Regions from separate parts of the Sus scrofa genome. Here region 2 is linked to region 1. Evidence: chromatin contacts called from public promoter capture Hi-C data. All regions are on one chromosome and are shown on one strand. The core of a region is the stretch at or near the end of the contact, and the rest is flanking DNA. Distances in the headings are between cores, read along the strand shown.

Region 1 (5,691 bases), core at 1,455-3,954:
TTGGTAGCGAATCAGGGCAAATGTTTTCTTCCTGCCTTGTTACCATTCCTTACCTCTTCCTCACTCATTCAGGACCATAACCCTAGGATCTCCTCCTCACCTTTCCCACTTTCCTTTTCTACTCCTTTCGCCCATACAGGTAACCTGTTGGCTGCCACTCCCTCCCAAATTTGTAGACGCTCACCATCCCCTTAACTACAGAAACACCACCCTCTAGTGGCCAGCTGCCACATGCTGACCTAGCTTCCCTCCTGGGGTCTTGGCATTTGCTGGAACTCAGAGAGGATAGGGTTTGGGCTGGAGGAAGAAAGACCCTAGTTCCTAATCATGTAAGAACAGTGAAGTAGTGAAAAGGCAGGGACTAAAGTGTTGTGAAGATTTTAGCTTTCTAAAGAGAGTCGAGTAAAGTAAGAAATAATGCCCTGGGAGTTTCCTGATGGCCCAGTGGGTTCAGAACCAAGCACAGTCACTGCTGTGGCTCAGGCCACTGCTGTGCTACAGGTTTGATCCTGGCCCTGGAATTTCCAAACACCCTGGAGCATGGCCAGAAAAAAAGAAAGAAAAGAGAAAGGAAGAAAAAAATGCCCCGATGTATATCAATCCCCACTCCCCACCCTCGTCTTCAATGCCTTTCATTAAAATGGATATTCTTGGAGTGCTTTTGTGGTGCAGCAGTTAGGGATCTGGAGTTGTCACTGCCGTGGTATGGTTCGATCCCTGGCCTGGGAACTTCCACATGCCTCAGACCCATAAAAGGGATGCTCTTTGCTCCTTTCATACCTTTCAAACATTTGAAGTTGTGCTACCTTTTTTAGGTGTCAAAGGCTAAGTTTGGTCCTACCCGGCCTCTACTCCCTACCCCCCCTGGTAGCCCTTGGGCCTAATTGGCCTAATACCTTCTCCAGGGATTTATAAGGATACTTGAATGGTAGCCTTCACAGGAAGGGCATACCTTTCCTGGCAACTTGAAGAACTTGAGGTACTCTGTCAATGCACTTAGTTGGGGAAAATGGACAAAATGTAGGTGGGGTTTTTAGCTGTGACCTTGTTATTGCCTGGCTCCAGACCAGCCAGCTAGTCTTACAGTTGGGGGTGATGGTATGTCACGCTGGTTTTCAGAAGTCCTGCCAGCTGCTTTTGGAGCTCTCATCCGGAATCTAAAAAGAAATAAGGGCTGCTGGAAGGAGCATATTCCAAAGAGCAATGTCTCAGAGGTTTAGGATTCTCTTTATGGTTGTCAGGTTGTCATCACCCTCTCTCCTTACACTAAAATGACGTCCTTTTGCACATGTGACCTGGAATTCTCATTATGGGTACCTACACTTCTGCTGTTATTTCCATAAGGTCTGAGATAGAATAACACATATCTGAGGTTTTCTAGAAGTGTATCAAACAATCTCAAGGCCTGATTAGTAGTAAAGGACAGTGGTTAATGGTTGGCTTGAAACAGTTACTCTTCCACTTAGCTCTGTGACCTTGGCCAGACACTTAACCTCTCTGAGCCTCTGAACCTCTCTGTTTCTCCTTTCTGAAGTGTAGTTAAAGCTTTCTCACAGGATTGAGGTGAAAATGAAACTGAAATGACATATGAAATGCCTAGGCATAGTTCCTTATATATAATAAACCCGTAAGAAATGTTTGCTGTCATGTTATTGGACGTCTTTTTGGTGAGGGTCTGGCCTGCCTGCCTGCCTCTGGATGAAGACAGTAGGGAGAGGCATTATATTTTCAAATTTCTGTCTCTTGGTGAACCTATTCCACTATATTTGGGATAGGTGTGGGGTCTCTGCTGGACTTTTTGGCTAAGTGCAGGGCACATGTCAGTGTGTGACTAGGACAGGACACGCCTTGTCCTGATCCCTCCTATAACTCTGGTCTAGGGATGTAGGTCTCCTGCACTGCCCAATATGGAAGCCACAAGTCACATATGCCTATTCAATTTAGTTTTAAAATTAAACAAATGAAAAGTTCCTTAGTTGCACCACCTACATTTCAAAGTGCCCAATAACTACATGTGGCTAAGCCATATTAATAGTGTAGATATAGTGCATTTCTATCAATGCAGAAAGTTCTATTGGATACCACTGCAAACCCTTTCCCACAAAACCAGCCCTGCACTTGATCTGCCTGCTTTTCTCCACATTTTAACACACACTCACCCCAGGAAAAACATTGATTTGAATCATGCATGGCTCAACTTCTCACTAGATGTGATTCGTTGGGCAATTTTACCTATTTTAGCCTCAGTCTCTTCATACAGCCATAGTTCCACGTAATTCATAACGAGGGTGAAGAATGAGAAGATATAAAGTATCTAGCACATTGTTAATTTGTCTCCTCTTATCCATGCCGTGGTTACAGCTAATGCAGAGAAGTTATTCCAACCCCTTTTCATCCAGACTAATGGGGGAGGGGTGCCTGCAAGTTGAGTGTTTTGGGATCTTGTCTAGAGTAACAGTATTCTGGCCAGGTAGCAGCAAGGCTCCAAGTTACATCTCCTCTGTTTACTAAAAAAGGGGACATAGGCCCTGAAGATCCGGAGAGAAAGACTAGAGGTGCGAGTAGGAGCACCCGGGAAACTCTACATTTATGTTTTGATGGGGGAGGTGATTGTGGGGGCACTAACAGTCCTCTTTCCTCTCGAGAGGGTTTGAGAGCCAGAAGGAACGACCAGGCACTCGATCCGCTTTCCTTTGGGCCCCCGAACGTGGCAGGAACCCACCCTTTGCAGCGCCAGGCGCCGTGCCTCACTTTCTCCATTTGCGGACTCCAGTTCCCAGGATGCAGAGCAGCGGCCAATCTCCTGGCTCTTCTTCCATCCCCCTCCCGGGGAAGATTGCCCCTGGCCGAGGCAAGGGGCAGTTGGAGTCTCAGGGGCCGAAAACTCCGGGAAAACGGAATTAGAAAGTGGCCAGAGCCCTAGTTTCACTAGCCGGGCGGTAAAAGAGGCAGTTCCAGGGCCGGGGCGAAGAGGAGGGGGGCTTCATTCCCACGTGTCTGCACAGCGGCCGGCCCGGCGCGGTCGGGGTTAACCATTGGCGGAGGGATCCCTCAGCGTGTGCGTAGAACTGCAGAGTCACAGCCTTTCCTCCGAGAGGGCTGGATCCCTCCGCCGCTCCGCTCCAACACAAAATAGGGCCGCGTCTTCTCCTTTCTCCCCCTTCTCAAGTGGGGTTCCCCAGGCAAAAGGGCCCCCAGGATCTCGCGCCGGAGGCTTCCTGAATCTCCACGACCGCTGCCGGGATCTCGGGCCAGGAAATAGCCCCTTCGCAGGAACCACCCTACCGGCCGAACAGGAGGCGGAGGGGGGGAGGCGGAGCGGCGCCGCGCTGCACTACTTTCCTCTCCGGTTGCAAATGGCTGCCTCGTTCCCCACTTTCCGCTCAGTTTCCTGACCCCCCGGCGCCGGGAGCCGGGGTTGGGCCATGCACCTCTAGGCCCCCCGCGATCACAGCCAGCCGGGGGTCGAGGGGGTGCCGCCGATCAGAGCCGGCCAGGCCGGGGGCGGGGCAGCTCCCGAGGCCAGAGGGAAAGGGAGGCGAGCGCAGGGCCTGGAGCGGCCGGAGGGGAGCGGGCAGAGGGCTCGCACCGCCCGCCCCTTCCTCTTCCTCGCCCACCTACCCTCCTCCCTTCCCGGGGGGGAGAAGAAGGTGGGGTGCTCGAAGCCGCCGAGGGCGAGCGTTCGGGGTCGAGGAGCCCGGCGCTGGGTGTGTGTCAGGTTCAGCCCCGCGGCCCCGCCGGCTCCGCGTCGCCGTAGCTCGCGCGGCCCCGGGGCGCCGGCCCGAGCGGAGAGAGGGGCTCGGCGCTCCTGCGAGGGTCTCACGTTCCATCCGGGCCCGGCGCGGGCCGGCGCGGCATTCCTTCCGGGCTGCTGGGGAGGCGCCTCGACGTTCCATCTGGAGAGCCTCGACGTTCCGCCCGAGCCCGGCGCGGGCGGCCGGGGCGCTGGCCCGGCCCTAGGACTGAAAGGCCGCCGGGCGACGCGGATGCGGAGCCTGCTCGCCCAAGATCAAAGCCACCGGTGCTCTCTTTGTGTCCGCTCGGGATTCACCGCCCTGGGGCTGTCCATGGAAACCTAAACTGCTGGAACCCGAGGCAGAGAACCCCTCTTTGGCTTCTTGCTTTTTTTGGGGGGGGAAGGGTGGCCACTCCGACCTGGATTTACCGTTCTTGGCCCCCCTAAGCCCCCCCGTGCGGGGGGCGGCTGTGATCGCTCTGGCGGTTGGAGGTCGGGGAGCGGCCCGGGCTCTGGCCATGTTCTCGGATGAGGATTTCTGGATCGCCCTGTGAAGAGGTGAGTGAAGTCCGCCCGGCCAGGGCCCAGAATGGGTTGGACTGGGGGCATAGCCAGATGGACTATCTTGGCCGGAGCTGGCCTGTAGGTTGGAGAAAGGGGTGCCAGAGCTGAGGAGGGTTCCTTTGGCAGGGTCTGTCAAGGGAACCTGAGCCAGTCGCCAGGGCAGAACGGAGGCCTGGTGTCTTGGGGTGTGCCTCTTTAAAGACTGGGGGTTTGGGGAACCACGGGAGTTTGGGAACCTGGCCAGAAAGCCTCTCTGCCTGTTTATTTTTGTGTTGGGGGGAGCTCTACTAAACTAGGACCCAAGCCCTGATGCCAGCACCAATCCCAGTCAGCTGCTTCTCCTTCAGGGTTCCTTGTGGGCCTTGGGAATGGAACAACTTGGGAGCGGGGGTAGGGTGCCACTGCCAGGTCAGACTTATTGCCAGTTTGGACTTTAAGGTTGTTCTTGCCCATCCGGACACCCAGAGCAGTCTCTGGGAGACTCAGGGAACCCCAGATCCTTCACTAGGCCTTATACCCTGTGCACTGGGGAGAGTGTGTGGAAACTGACTAGTGCGATGAAGGGGGTGGCTGGGGCAAGGAGGAGGCGGGGCTGGGGGCAGCTCTGGCCTTGCTATTCAACTTTAAACTACCCCTGCCTGGCAAAGTGACCCCAGCGAGGCCTAGTGCTGTCTTAGGCTGCTTTGCCTCCCCTCCTCTCGGGATGGACATAATCTCTAGGGGATTATAGAGGAGACCGTTGAGATTTGCTCCCTGCGAATGTGGGTTGCAAAAAATGGCTTTTGTCTCCCTCTTTCTTTGGGCCTGGTGTGGGGAGCTGGTGGCCCATAAGTCCCTGGCCAGTCCTGCAGGCCCCTCCCAGACCTCTCCAACCTTTTCCCATCAGGGAGTATTAACTGGCCCTCTGATCCCGTCCCAGCCCTGCAGAAGAGAGTGGCCTGTACCTCTCTGGAAGAGAAATGACCTGATCAGAGAGCTGTGTCTGCTGAAGCCAGTGTTTTCGGCCCTGGCAGGAGAGGTTGGGGAGAAGGGGTGTGTATATGATTGCATGAAGGGTGCAGAATGAGCCTCATGCCTCTGGGCCTTGGGCTGGGACAGCCCCTCTCACAGCTGTCATGCTGCCCAGCAGGGATTTGGCTGGTGTATTTTGCTTCCTCACTTTACCCCCTCCAACATACATCAGCTCTACCTCTTCGAGCTTGGTCTTGGGAAGGAGAAAATAGGAGTTTGCCCTTGAAAGATTTCTGGGTGGGAGCCCTGAGGTGAGAGGTGGCACAGGGGTGCTGCAATGAGGCGAGCTGTCACCCATGCCCTCTGCCCTTGCTTCCTATGGACGGTTTCTCCTGTTGTCTGGCCCTGAAGAACTTTAGGAGAGACCTGTCTTTGTTAGC
Region 2 (5,691 bases), core at 1,443-3,942, 430 kb before region 1:
CTAAATCACCTGGGTTTACCTGTCGCTCGGATTGCCACAACAGCCTCTTATCTGATCTCTGTTTCCTCTTTTGCCTCCCTACAATCGTTCTTCACAAGCAGAGAGATAATTTAAAAAATTAAATCAGGAGTTCCGGCTGTGGCACGAGATCGACAGTGTCTCTGCAGCAGCAGGGAGGAGGCGGGTTTGATCCCTGGCCCAGTGCAGGAGGTTAAGGCTCTGGCATTTTGCTGCACCTGTGGCGTAGGTCACAACTCCAGCTCAGAGTCCATCCCTGGCCCAGGAACTCCATATGCCAGAGGACATCAAAAAAAAAAAAAGAAAAAAATATTAAGTCATATTACAGGATGGATTATTTTGCTTGCCATCCTTTAAGGGCTTTAAAATGCATTAAGAATAAAGGTCAAGGAGTTCTCTTGTGGTGCAGTGTGTTAATGATCTGGTGTTGTCACTGCAGTGGCTTGGGTCACTGCTGGGACTCAGGTTCAGTCCCTGGCCCTGGAACTTCCACATGCCATGGGCATGGCCAAAAAGATAAAAAAATTTAATAAATAAATATTTTTTTAAAAAAGAATAAAGACCGGGAGTTCCCATGGTGGTGCAGTGGAAACGAATCCAACTAGTATCCATGAGGATGCAGGTTCGATCCCTGTCCTCACTCAGTGGGTCGATGATCTGGCATTGCTGTGAGCTGTGGTGAAGGTTGCAGATGTCGCTGGGATCCTGAGTTGCTGTGGCTGTGGTGTAGGCCAACAGCTGTATCTCCAGTGCAACCCCTAGCCTGGGAACTCCCATATGCCTTAGGCGTGGCCCTAAAACGCCAAAAAAAAAAAAAAAAAGATCAAAATCCATACCATACACTACAAACTACAAGGGATATGATCTACCCTGATGACCACTCTGTTCTCATGTCTCTCCATCTTTTTCTTGCTCATCCTTCCTGTCCCTCAAACTCACCAAACTCTTTTTTTTTTTTTTTTTGCTATTTCTTGGGCCGCTCCCGCGGCATATGGAGGTTCCCAGGCTAGGGGTCCAATTGGAGCTGTAGCCACTGGCCTACGCCAGAGCCACAGCAACACGGGATCCGAGCTGCGTCTGTGACCCCCACCACAGCTCACGGCAACGCCGGATCCCTAACCCACTGAGCAAGGCCAGGGATCGAACCCGCAACCTCATGGTTCCTAGTCGGATTCGTTAACCACTGCGCCACGATGGGAACTCCACCAAACTCTTTTCTGCTTTGGAGCTATGCTGTCCCCTCTGACCAGGTCATCTTACCCCAGCTCTTTGCCTAATTGGTCCCTCAACAACTGTCACCTCCTTAGAGACCTCACCTAGTATAGCTATTATGCTATATCTAATATAGTCCATCACACCTTGTATCAGAAAACTCACAATCTTTCAGGGGAGATAAAACAGGTTAATACTCATTAAGCAAGATCACAACTGAAGAGGGGACTCTTGAAGCAGAGGGATACCATACACTGTCAGGGCTGGAAGGGCTAGCCTCCCATCTGACACTTGAATCCCCTGGCAGTGTCAATTATCAGAGTATGCTTGACACCTCCACTAAAGGGACCACCTTAGCTGGTAGACAGCTTTGGAATTGTATCTCTCTTATTCTGAGCCACAGTATGTTTCTCTAGAGCTACTACACTTATGTGCCCCTCCAAGGAAGTATAAAACAAATAGAAACCCTCTTTTCGAGGGCAGTCCTTTCTGGTTTCTCAAGGCAGATCTCACACCCCCAAACTCCCAACATTTGCTATAGGTTTGTCCTCCCATCCCAAGATTCTAGAGCACTCTCCTCTGAAGGTGCTTCTGTTGGTCATCTTGCCTCCCAGGGCCCATAACTGCCTCCAGCAATCCAGGTGGGGTTGGGCTGATGGAACCAACTGAGCCCCAGTTCTTCTCCTAGGGCCTCTACCTTCTAGGAGAATGGCACACGGACTTCCACCCGTTCCTTAAACATCACCTCCCGGCCTATGTCATACGCCACATCTCTCCAGCTCGTCAACATCATCTCCCTGTACTGTGCCTAGCACAGACCCTCTCACAGAGTAGTTTCTCTAAAACATCTCACAATCTCTAATTGGTCCTGGGAAACTATCAAAGAGTCATAGATCTCTCAGGCTGCAGGATTAGGAAGCCGAAATTTAGCCTGGCTCCCGGCCCCACCCTCGGGCCAGCCCCTCCCGAAGTTGTCCCACCTCCTAGTCGATCTCACCCCTCAGGCTATTCCACCCCGTTTACCTATCTGTCTGTCCATCTCTCTATCTACCTATTTATTTTTAGGGCCGCACCTGCAGCTTATGGAAGTTCCCAGGCTAGGGGTCGAATGGGAGCTGCAGCTGCCGGCCTACGCCACACCCACAGCAACACCAGATCCGAGCCGGTCTGCAAACTACACCGCAGCTCCCGGCTACGCAGGATCCTTAACCCACTAAACGAGGCCGGAGCTGGACCTCGCATCCTCGTGGATACCAGTCGGGTTCTTAACCCAGGTTCTTAGCCTGCTGAGCCACAACAGGGAACTCCCGTTTTTCCCTTTAATTGTTTCCTCCAACCAGGTAACCTCTCTGACGCCTATAACCCCTGTTGTCTCCCTATTTGCTGTCCCAATTGGGAACGCTTTTAAGTTCGTCTATTAACGAAACGTGACTCCTTCGCTGCCGTGGCCACGCCCCCTTACTCACGTGGCCCGGGCAAGCCGGAAGGGGTTGCGCAGCCCCTAGTTCCTAGCCCCGGAAGTAGACGAAGCTCACGGAAGCCGGCTTTGGCCCTGCGGCTGCTGCCGTCGCCGCGGAGAAATTGTTGGAGCTGGCAGCCTAGGAATGGTGAGACCTTGCGGTTCGCCTTTGGGGCTTCCGAACAGAGTTGAGGGTGAAATGGAGTTTCCCAGAGTGCCATCGGGGACGACCCCCCTCCCCCAGGTTTGGGGCCCCGCCCAGGTAGCGCCCCGAAAATCTGCGCATGCGTGGGCTGGATCGGACCAGAAGCTGGCCCGAGAAGTTACGCATGCGCAAAGGTGGCATGCCAAAGGTGGGGTGAGACTTGGCCTGGGAGTGGATTCCCTTCCCCCACCATCGGCCTGTGGGGCTTAAACCAAGGCTGCGAGACCTTCGGGGTTCACTCGGTGCTTTGCTTTTGAGTTGTAGGGCCGTCTTCATCGCCACCCCTATCCCGAGCCCCTGAAATAGACCTAGACTAACCTCCCCACCTTGGGTGTGCACTTGGGGTGAGAACAAGGCGCGGAGGGCAGAAGAAAGGGCGTCCAGACCCTGCCTCAGTTTACCTGCAGAATTGGGGCCCTTCACCCTTTCCCCAGGTGGCAAGATTCCCAGCCGTATCCACTGGAGCGGCGTGACGAGCGCACCTGGGGGCAGGGCCGGACGCTGCCGGAAGAGCCGCGCTGGTCAAAAGGGGCGGGACCCGCAAGCGGCGCGCCCTGAGTCTCCTCTACCTGAGCTCTCTGGGGGTTAGCGGAGGGCCTTCCAGGGCGGTTTGATATTTGCTCAGTTCCAAAACCGCTTTTTTTTAGCTCCCACGAGGTACCACCCACTAAATCTTCAGCCAGAGCTGCAAATGAAAAAAAAAGTGAGATGGATTCGTTGGAGTTCTGTCTCCCTTTCCTTGTCCCTGCTTTGGTCTGAGAGGGGAAGGGTGGTGCTGTTAGAGTTGAGTGGGCAGCTGACAAAAAGGAAGCCAAGAATCCCTCGTTTCTTGCTGCTTTATAGTCAAGGCCCTTACCCTAGGGGCTATGAGTAGAATTAGAGGGGTTTGTGAACACCCTAAAATGTGTAAATTTTCTAGGGTCCCTGCCTTTTGTCACTGACTCAGAGATGTTAGCGACCTTCAGAAGAGTACTGGTTTGTCAGGGTCGTTTTGGTAGAAGAGAGCCTGTGTGTCATCTCTTAGTGTCCTCCCTAGCTTACGGGGTCCTGGGGGACCTGTTCCAGTATAAAGGGGTGATGCTGGCCAGTTGGAAACCTGAGCCTCAGGGAGCCTCATTTCTCCTTTGCAGAATCTCCTTTCAGCCTCCAAGCTCACCTGGTCAGAATCCTTGGATGAGCCTGTGGGACCCTTCCTCCTAGCCTTGTGGTTTGGAACCAGTGGCTTTGGGACTGTAAGAGGATGGACAAAGGTAGTATGAGGCCGGGCCAGCTCCCCAAACGCTCGGGCGCCAAGCATCTGCTGATTCCACCCCGTGCCTGGCACGTGTGTCTTTCGGTCCTGGCTGGGCATTGCCACCTCCCCCTGGGCCAGCACCACCCACGTACCTCTCGGCAGAGGCCACAATTGACTGACTTGCTGTTGAGCTGCCGCTCTTTGGCATGGCTGCATTTTGATGGCAGAGGGAGCAGTTATGCCCAGAGCCCGGTGTGTCGGCATCACCAGTCTGACCTGAGCACCATGTGCTGCACGACATGACACGTGGCACCGGGAGAACTGCCCAGCGTGGAAGGTCTGGGCCCAGATGGGATCTGGATGGCCAAGGAACTCCCACCTTAAAACCTCAAGTGTCAGGGAAGCAAGGGCGGGGCCAAGAGGACTGGTAGGGGAAGTGGGGGGCTGAGGAGGGGTCCCATTGCAGAGGCTCAAGGCTCTGTTAGGTACGTAGGAGGCTTGCGTTCACTGCTTCTCTCTTTCTAGATTCTCAGGGGCTGCTAGATTCATCCCTGATGGCATCAGGCACTGCCAGCCGCTCAGAGGATGAGGAGTCGCTGGCAGGGCAGAAGCGGGCCTCCTCACAGGCCTTGGGCACCATCCCTAAACGGAGAAGCTCCTCCAGGTAATAAGAGTCAGAGGGCCAGAGACTGAGACCCCTGCATGCTCTCACCCCGATTGGGAATGGCTCCCTGAGCCCCTCTGGGGCCTAGGTGTTGGCAGAGCCTTGTGCTTTTCCTGTTCCTGCTAAATCCCTCCCCAGGGGACTGAGAGCGAGGGAGGGAGATCAAAGGTCTTTGACGTGGAATCTCTGTCCCATCAGAGGGATGGAGTCTGGCAGTTAGGCCCCATCCACTGAGCTGGAGCAGTTAGCACCCTGCCTGCTGGGGACCTGCTCTCTTTTGGAGGCTGGGAGTGTGTGAGTGGCTGCAGAGGCCTGGGGTGCTCACTGGGTAGGACTCTTCGCAGGTTCATCAAGAGGAAGAAGTTTGATGACGAGCTGGTGGAGAGCAGCCTGGCTAAGTCCTCTACCCGGGCGAAGGGGGCCAGTGGGGTGGAACCAGGGCGCTGTTCGGGGAGTGAGCCTTCCTCCAGTGAGAAGAAGAAGGTGAGGGACTGGGAGACATGGGCAGTGGGGAGAGAGCGGTGCCGGATTTCATGTCTTCCCTGCAACCCGCACCAGCTGGGAAGAACCCTGCAGAGGAGGCCTGTGAGAGGATCGGGCTGCCCCAGCCCCAGCCTCATATGCCTCCCTCCTGGGAGCCCACCTCTCGCTGCTCCCCCTTTCTTGCCGCACCCCCGCCGCCACCGTGTCAGTGCATCCTGTATCACATTCTGTGTGGGAGGCATGGAGCGTGCAGCTATTCTGGGAGCAGACAGCCTGTTCCCAGCATTGCTGGGTGTAAAAATAACCCCCAGGTGGCACTGCTTTGGCCCCAGCCGGAGTGTTTTCCTGGTATCCTCCCCACCCACCCTCTACTCTAGGGTTGGGGGTGCCACCAGCAAAAAGCAGACCCCATGTGG

The links. Promoter capture Hi-C pulls out the DNA fragments that hold promoters and counts their contacts.
Region 2: a contact with region 1 is called in a promoter capture Hi-C map of liver, with 2.1 times the contacts expected there. The contact joins the promoter of MCRS1 here to the promoter of KMT2D in region 1. A contact is called at or near these places in 1 of 5 promoter capture datasets (liver) and 1 of 47 Hi-C or Micro-C datasets (heart right ventricle).

What each region holds. Positions count from the first base shown.
Region 1 is chr5:15,088,635-15,094,325 of Sscrofa11.1, reverse strand. KMT2D (histone-lysine N-methyltransferase 2D) reads left to right here and starts at 2,704. Exons shown (of 56, transcript XM_021091593.1): 1 at 2,704-4,294.
Region 2 is chr5:15,523,568-15,529,258 of Sscrofa11.1, reverse strand. It overlaps MCRS1 (microspherule protein 1), which reads left to right and starts at 2,692. Exons shown (of 13, transcript XR_002343937.1): 1 at 2,692-2,837; 2 at 4,025-4,465; 3 at 4,654-4,792; 4 at 5,137-5,275.